Regions from separate parts of the Mus musculus genome. Here region 2 is linked to region 1. Evidence: chromatin contacts called from public HiChIP or PLAC-seq data. All regions are on one chromosome and are shown on one strand. The core of a region is the stretch at or near the end of the contact, and the rest is flanking DNA. Distances in the headings are between cores, read along the strand shown. Region 1 overlaps Traf2 (TNF receptor-associated factor 2). Region 2 overlaps Notch1 (notch 1).

The links. HiChIP or PLAC-seq counts read pairs in DNA pulled down with a chosen protein or histone mark.
Region 2: a contact with region 1 is called in a FOXA1 HiChIP or PLAC-seq map of pancreatic cancer cells. The contact joins two enhancer-like sites. A contact is called at or near these places in 2 of 115 datasets of contacts at active chromatin or transcription factors (pancreatic cancer cells and thymic regulatory T cells).

The regions. Positions count from the first base shown.
Region 1 is chr2:25,532,441-25,535,728 of GRCm38.p6, reverse strand. The region is part of intron 4 of Traf2 (TNF receptor-associated factor 2); the gene reads left to right. Among named protein-coding and RNA genes, the nearest start is that of Traf2, 13 kb to the left of the region's middle. Within about 2 kb of position 1,323, at least 187 of the 459 cell types and tissues checked have an H3K27ac peak or open chromatin away from gene starts, as enhancers often do. A contact at or near this core is called in pancreatic cancer cells and thymic regulatory T cells, where this site is marked.
Region 2 is chr2:26,491,520-26,495,132 of GRCm38.p6, reverse strand. The region is part of intron 2 of Notch1 (notch 1); the gene reads left to right. Among named protein-coding and RNA genes, the nearest start is that of Notch1, 10 kb to the left of the region's middle. Within about 2 kb of position 1,517, at least 229 of the 459 cell types and tissues checked have an H3K27ac peak or open chromatin away from gene starts, as enhancers often do. A contact at or near this core is called in pancreatic cancer cells and thymic regulatory T cells, where this site is marked.

The sequences.
Region 1 (3,288 bases), core at 74-2,573:
GCTGGCCTTGGTAACACCTTTGTGTTGCTTTGGCTGCAAAGTTTTCATTGTTTGCAGGAAGCTGCAGCTTTTAAGCTCAGTGGGAGTCTGTGGTGTATATCATACCCACCAGGGATTTCTCTATTGTTATTTGTTTTCTATTTCTTTTGAGTCAGTCTTTTTTTTTTTTGTTTTTGTTTTTTGTTTTGTTTTTCGAGACAGGGTTTCTCTGTATAGCTCTGGCTGTCCTGGAGCTCACTTTGTAGACCAGGCTGGCCTCGAACTCAGAAATCCGCCTGCCTCTGCCTCCCGAGTGCTGGGATTAAAGGCGTGCATCACCACACTCGGTGTGAGTCAGTCTTTCTATAGCCCTGTTGTCCTGGAATTCAGAGATCCACTTGCCTCTGCCTCTTGAGTTCTGGGATTAAAGATGTGCACTACCCTGCCTCACTCACAAGAGTTTTCTTGCTGTGAATTGTGTTGACTCTGGAAGTTATTTAACTAATGGGTATATTTGTTTTGGTCACAGAAAGTCATCTAGAAGGCCAGAGGAAGAGGTGGTCTATGAAAGGGGCCAGTGTAGTGTGGACATTAGCATGAGCTTTTTTTTTTTTTTTTTTTTTTTTTTTAGTATGTCACCTTTAGGCATCTTGAGTTAAACCTGCATTACAGAGGCCACGTGGTTAAGTGACACTCCTCCAGTCTACCAAGTTTCTCATTCCTCTTGTTGCTTTAGTCAACAACCTTCAAAGAAGTTTTTGATTCCGCTGGACATGGTGATGCACACCTATAATCCCTATTCTTAGAAGGCTGAGACAGGAGGACCATGTGTTCAGAGGTGGCCCAGGCTGCTAGTGAGGCCTTGTCTTTCCTATGCCTGCCTCTTGTGTCTGGCTATATGTCCCGTGACCTGTTGACTGGTCACACTTTAGGTTTCAGTCTCTAGCTGAGCAGTTTGGGCTTCACTTGGGTGAACAAGAAACTCATTTTTTTCAAGCATGGTGTCAGGACCTGATCAAGAGTCATAGTCCACACTGTATCCTTAAAATGAAATGCTTAGTGCTGCCTGTGAAAGAGACGGCTCCTAGGGAAGTGACATGCTTGGTGTATTGGGTGGATGCAGGAAAATGTGGGTGTAGGGCATGGTGGCCTATAGAACCTGTTTGCTCTTGAAGGTGTTTTGAGAGACCCCTGGGGCAAGTGGAATAATTCTTCCCAGGCCTGTGGTAGGCTTTAGATTCCCCCAAGATTTCTGTTGCTTCCAGGCCTGTGGTACTGTAGGTCAGTGACTGTGTGGGCCTCTGACTGATGGCCAGGAACTGCAGCCAGGCCATGGGCTTGGTGCCATGTGGCTTTGTAGGCATGCAGAGTGGAAAGTCCCTGGCTGCACCCTTTGAGAGCTCTGGAAAGTCCCTGAGATGAGTTGGGTTTGGTCACATGGGAGGGCAGGCACAGCTCAGCCTTAGCTGATTTTATTGATAAAAACTTGTCGCTGGTGGCAAATGTCACAAGCCAGAGAAGAAATTACACCCTCTTTGTGCAGTCATCACCACAGATAATCCTCTCTTCTGCCTGTCACAAATCTCTTTATTTCTTAGCTTTCACTGGAACTAAGGTTGTAACTAAAACATTTTTTTTATGGTTTGAATTATTTAAAATGTTTGAAAGATGGGAAAAAAATCCTGCTTAGCCTTTGGCTCTGTTTTCCTTTATGATAATGTCTTTCATTCTGAAGATGAATTGAAAGCTGTATTAAAGTCTGTTGTCCTGAAGGCAAAGCCTGGTACTGCACTAGGGAAAGCAAAGGCTGCCAGATCTCTGTGAGTTCCAGGCCAGCCTGGTCCCCACATAGTGAGTTCCAGGCCAGCCAGGCTACAGATTCCAGGGAACAGCTGAAACTGGGAAGGCAGGTGTGCCAGTCGGCATGGCCTCATCGTGGACTTGCTTTTCACATTTATTTATTTTATGTGTATGGGCTTTTATCTGTATATGTATATGTGCATCACTTGCATACCTGGTGCCCAAAGAGGGACTAGAAGAGGGCACTGGCTCCCTTAGAACTGGACTTAAGGTTGGCTGTGAGCCACCATGTGGGAGCTGGGAGTTGAACCTGAGTCTGCTGCAAGAGCAACAAGTGCTTCTAACCACTGAGCTCTCTCTCCAGCCCATCATTATAGTCTACATAGTGAATTCCAGACCAGGCAAAGTTATATAGTGAGACCCTTTCTCAACCACACCCATCCACCCCACCCCCCAAAATTTCAGTTTTAACAACTATATTTTCTTAAAATGTTAAATTTGAATTCTGCTTGAATAAATGCTGATAGATTTAGATTGTGTCTGCTAGGGGAGTTTGAGCTTTGTCTTTGTTGCCTGAATGTGTTGTTACAAGTGTGTCTTCTGTAATCCTTTATGGTCAGGACCTGAGGACAAGCATTCATTCCCTGGTCTCCCCCAGGACTCATCTAAAAAAGTCAGGTACGGCAGCATACGCCTGTAATCTCAAAGTTGGAGAAGCAGAGACAGGAACATCTCTGGGGTTTGGTGGCCTGCCAGCCTGGAGTATTGAGTGAATATTCAAGTCACTCTCAGGTTCTGAGTTTAGCTGGGATTTGAAGCAGCCAGTGCAGGGCATGGAACACAGGGCCATGAACACACAAAGCACATACTCACCCACTGAGCCTCACCTGTCCCAGGAGAGAAACAGTTTATTGAAATTTGTCAGAATCCAGGTTTCATAGAATGAATTGCATAAGGTCCTGTCTCAAAAAACCAGTATGAGAAATATAGAGAAACTCTGAGCAGAGGACTGAGAGCCAAGTCAGTGCTAGGCTCCTGGTGCCTCCAGAACTTCTGTCAGCTGTCTCTCAGCCCGTGTTGGCCTTTGTGGACTACTTCAAAGCAAATGTAAGATGCCTCGTCATTTTTCTTGTTTATTTTTTAGTATAGAGGATTAACTCCAGGGTTTTGTGCATTCTAGGCTTTCTTCTACCGTATAACAGCTTTGTATAGTGTGTGTGTGTGTGTGTGTGTGTATGTGTGTGTGTGTGTGTGTGTGTGTGTCTCCATGTGGCTGCGCATGTGTGCATGTGCATTTGGAGACCAGAGGTTAACATTGGGTGTCATTTCTCAGGAGCCATCCACTTTACTAAGATAGTTTCCTATTGGCCTAAGCTCAGCACTTAGTCTAGGATTCCTGACCATCTTACCTGAGGGTCCTCCTACCTTTGTTTACCCAACATTGGAATTACAAGAGCACACTGCTATATGTGACTTTTTAAAATAGGAGGTTTGAGGGTCAAAACTCAG
Region 2 (3,613 bases), core at 268-2,767, 960 kb before region 1:
AACAGGCAGATAAGAGGAGTTGTCATTGGGCTTGTGTTGGTTTATCCTATCACCTGGCTTGGTGTCCCTATGCAACTGACATGCTTGGAGACCTACCATTCTGAACTAGGTAAACGAGCCCCCTGTCATCTGTTGATGCTGCTAATTTGCTGAACAAATTCTCCCACAGGTAGTGCCAGAGGCCAGCCTGACCCAAGCTCCAGCACAGGCCTGGGGAGGCAGGTCCTGCCACATGGACTGTCAGTCTTGTGTGAGCAATTTGCTCTGTGCCGTCAGTTGAGGATTTTGAAAAGTGGCTATGTCTACCCACTTCTTGAGAGTTCTTAGACCTGAGCTGGAGGACAAAGGACTGTCCTTCTCTTAAGATGATACCCAGGCACCGAGGCCATAGCTTGGCTCTGGGTCACCCTGTTGCCTTAACACCACATGTGGGTCACCCCGTATGAATCACAGCCCAGCCACAGCCACAGGGAGGCCGGGGAGCCGCAGGCTGCATGGAAGCCACTGACTTTCCTAGAGAAACATCTGTGTTTAATCAAGTTCAGGAAGAAAGCTGGGCGGCAGCCTGCTCCCTGAAGCAGGTTTTCCCACGGCCTAGAAGTGTGTGTGTGTGTGTGTGTGTGTGTGTGTGTGTGTGTGTGTGTGTGTACATGCATGGAAGGTGCGTGGGAAGGGGAGGAAGCAAGGTTGACAGTGGCTTTCCTCCACATGCTCCACCTTCATCTTTTGTGGTAGAGTCTCTCACTGACCCTCAAGCTGCCAATTCAGCTAGCCAGCCAGCCATTGGGCTTCAGAGATCCTTCTCCTGTCTTCTCTTCTGGAAGGCTGGGCTACATGCCAACATGTCAGAGTTTTACCTGGGTTCCTTCCAGAGGTTTGAACTCAGGTCCTTGTACTTACACAGCAGCTACTTTGCCTATTGAGTCAATATTTTGTGTGTGTTTGTGTAGGTGTGTTCATGTCTGTATACTTGTATACTGGGGTGTGTGTGGAGGCCAAAGGTCAACACTGGGTGTCTTCTTTTGCACCCCATCTTATATTTTATAACAGGGTGGCTCACAGAACCTGGCACTCACTGCTTCAGCTAGAGTGGCTGGCTAGCGAGTTCCAAGGGTCCTCCTATGTCCACCTCCGGCACTACGATGACAAATGTGTGTGCTGCCATTCCTGGCTCACGTGGGTGCTGAGGACTGACTCTAGGTCCTCTAGCTTGCTCAGCAGTCATTTTACCAGCGGAGCCAGTGTGCCAGTGTCCTTACTTTAAAAGTAGATTTGCAGATGGAGTTCTTGGTGCACAGCATCCCCTACTGTAGACCAGATCCCAGAGAGACCCGGGGAGGAAGCAGCTCACACTGGGATCTGACTTGCTCTCTCCAGGCTCCCAGGGCTATTGCTCTGCATGGGGAGGAATGTGGGTGGTAAAGGCTGGAAAGATTGCTCAGGTCTGAGTGGCAGCAGCTCCGCCTCCCACCATTTCCTCTCTGTTTCAGTTCTGAGTGAGCGGAAACAGCACAGTTACTGGAAATGAGAGGTTGGGGGGTTGGGGGGAATGGGGCTTCCAGTGTATGTGCCTGGTGGCTGGCGTAGGGGCAGATGCTGCCTTTGTGCCTGGCCCTCTGGTTCTTCTCGGCTCTGCTTGCTCATGGCTTCTAGAGGTTGATCCTTCGAGGTGGGGCTTTCCTTCCTTCCTTCCTCCTCTGAGGGTCAGACGAGGATGACCTCAGCTCTGTCTCAGGGCCCGATAGTGGAAACCAGGTGGGGCACTGATTTGTGGAACAGTGTTGTGACAGGTCAGGCCGTGACTGCATCCTAACTTCATGGCTCAGAGTCTGGCCTACTGGTCTGGTGAGATGGACTGGAACAGGTGTGGGGGCAGGTGGGTAGCCCCAGGTTTCTAAGAAGCCACAGTGAAGGCAGGATCCCCCTTCCTCACAGTATACTCATGCCTGGCCTCTGAGCCAGGCTTGTTTCCCCTCTAACCCCCTGTTCCAGTAGGCTGTGCCTAGTCAAAGCTCAGATAAAGGATACTTCCTTCCTCCAGAGCTGGGGCTGCAACTAGTCTCACACTTCCTCTTCCTACGACAGGACCCATATCCTTGGGGTGAATGGAGGATCCCATGGGGCCACTGTAGCTAAAGGTGCTGGCTGGCCTTACTGCTGGTATATGGGCTTCATTTGTCTTTGGGGGGGGGGGTCTCACTTTGAGAGCCATGTGTGTTACCATGAGGCTGCAGAAGGTGCCCGACTGACTTGGGCAGCTCAGACCTGATGGGGCGTGTCCTTTTCATTGTGCTCAGTCTCAGCTAAGGACTGGAGAGGGCACCAGGATGCCAGTGAAGTGATACTTGAAAAGAGGCCAAGCGTGGGACATCAGTGTCCACGGGGCAGAGGGGCCAGGACCTGCAAGCTTTGAGCTTGTCCTAGACCCACTGGCCTGGGACACCCTGGGTCCTATACAGCTCCCTCCCCAGAGTACCTCCTCTTCCCTGGACCCCTTCTAGAGCAGGGTACATTCAACTGGCTCTCCTTCTCATTTTTCCTGTGTCCTAAGGCAGAACAGAAGATTCTCATGGATGGCCAGTACACTGTGAGACAATTTGTGACCATTATTGGGATGGGGCCTTCCTATCTGCTGCAGTATGGGGACCTCCCAAGCAGGGGACTTCTTCCTTGTTGGAAGACATTTGGTTGAAGTGGGGGCTGCTGAGTTTTGAGGAGTGGGGTGACCTCTGGGGTCCCCCACCAAAGCTGCAGTCTGCACTTCAGCAAGTCATTCAAAGAATTCACTGAAAGCGGGTTTCCTAGGGGGCCCTGGAAGAATGCAGCCAAGATCTGTGTCACTTTGTCTGCCCAGCAGCCAGTGTGGCTCTGCCCCAGTGGGTAGCTGGACATAGGCTTCATCAGCACATCTTCAGTGCCACCAACTGGAAACGATAGCCACTGGGGTGGTGGCAGGTGACCAGCCGCTAGGAGGGTCTTGAGGGGTTTGGTGAAGCTGAGAGTTTTGAGGTTTCCCTTGCAGTCAGTGGCAGGGGCTTCCCAATTCTGGGTCCCTCACTAAGAACCCTGCCCCCTTCCTAGGAGTTTTGTTTCAGCCAAACTCCCCTATTGTGTGTGCCTTTGCCCTCCCGCGTCCCCTCCCCCCCCAACCCCGAGATCAGATAACCAAAGAGATGAGGCAGTTTGGGATACAGGAAACTTCTCACATTCCCAGGGAGCCTCTGCTACTCTGTCTTGCCTGTGACTGTTCTCTGAACCAAGGCTGTTCCACTGTGGGTGTCAGGAATTAAGCACTACAGAATCTGGAATGTATATGCAGAGCCTGCTAAGCCTCTGTCTTCCCATCTGTAAAATGGGCCTAGCCCACCTCCAGGACTGTAGTAAGAGTCTAGTGAGGTGAAGCTTCTGGCATCCAAGGGCCCAGTTTAGCCAGGTAGGAGCATGTCTTCTCTTTTGAACTTTGATGGGCGGGGGTGGGGGGGTGGGGTGGGGGGGAGCAGGGGGGACAGAGTCGTCTCTGGATAGCTCCCTCTCACCATCTTCACATTTATTTGGGGGAAGCAGCGATGGACAGGTGCTTTGTTGTAGATCTCAGTTTGGGGCCTCTGGCTTC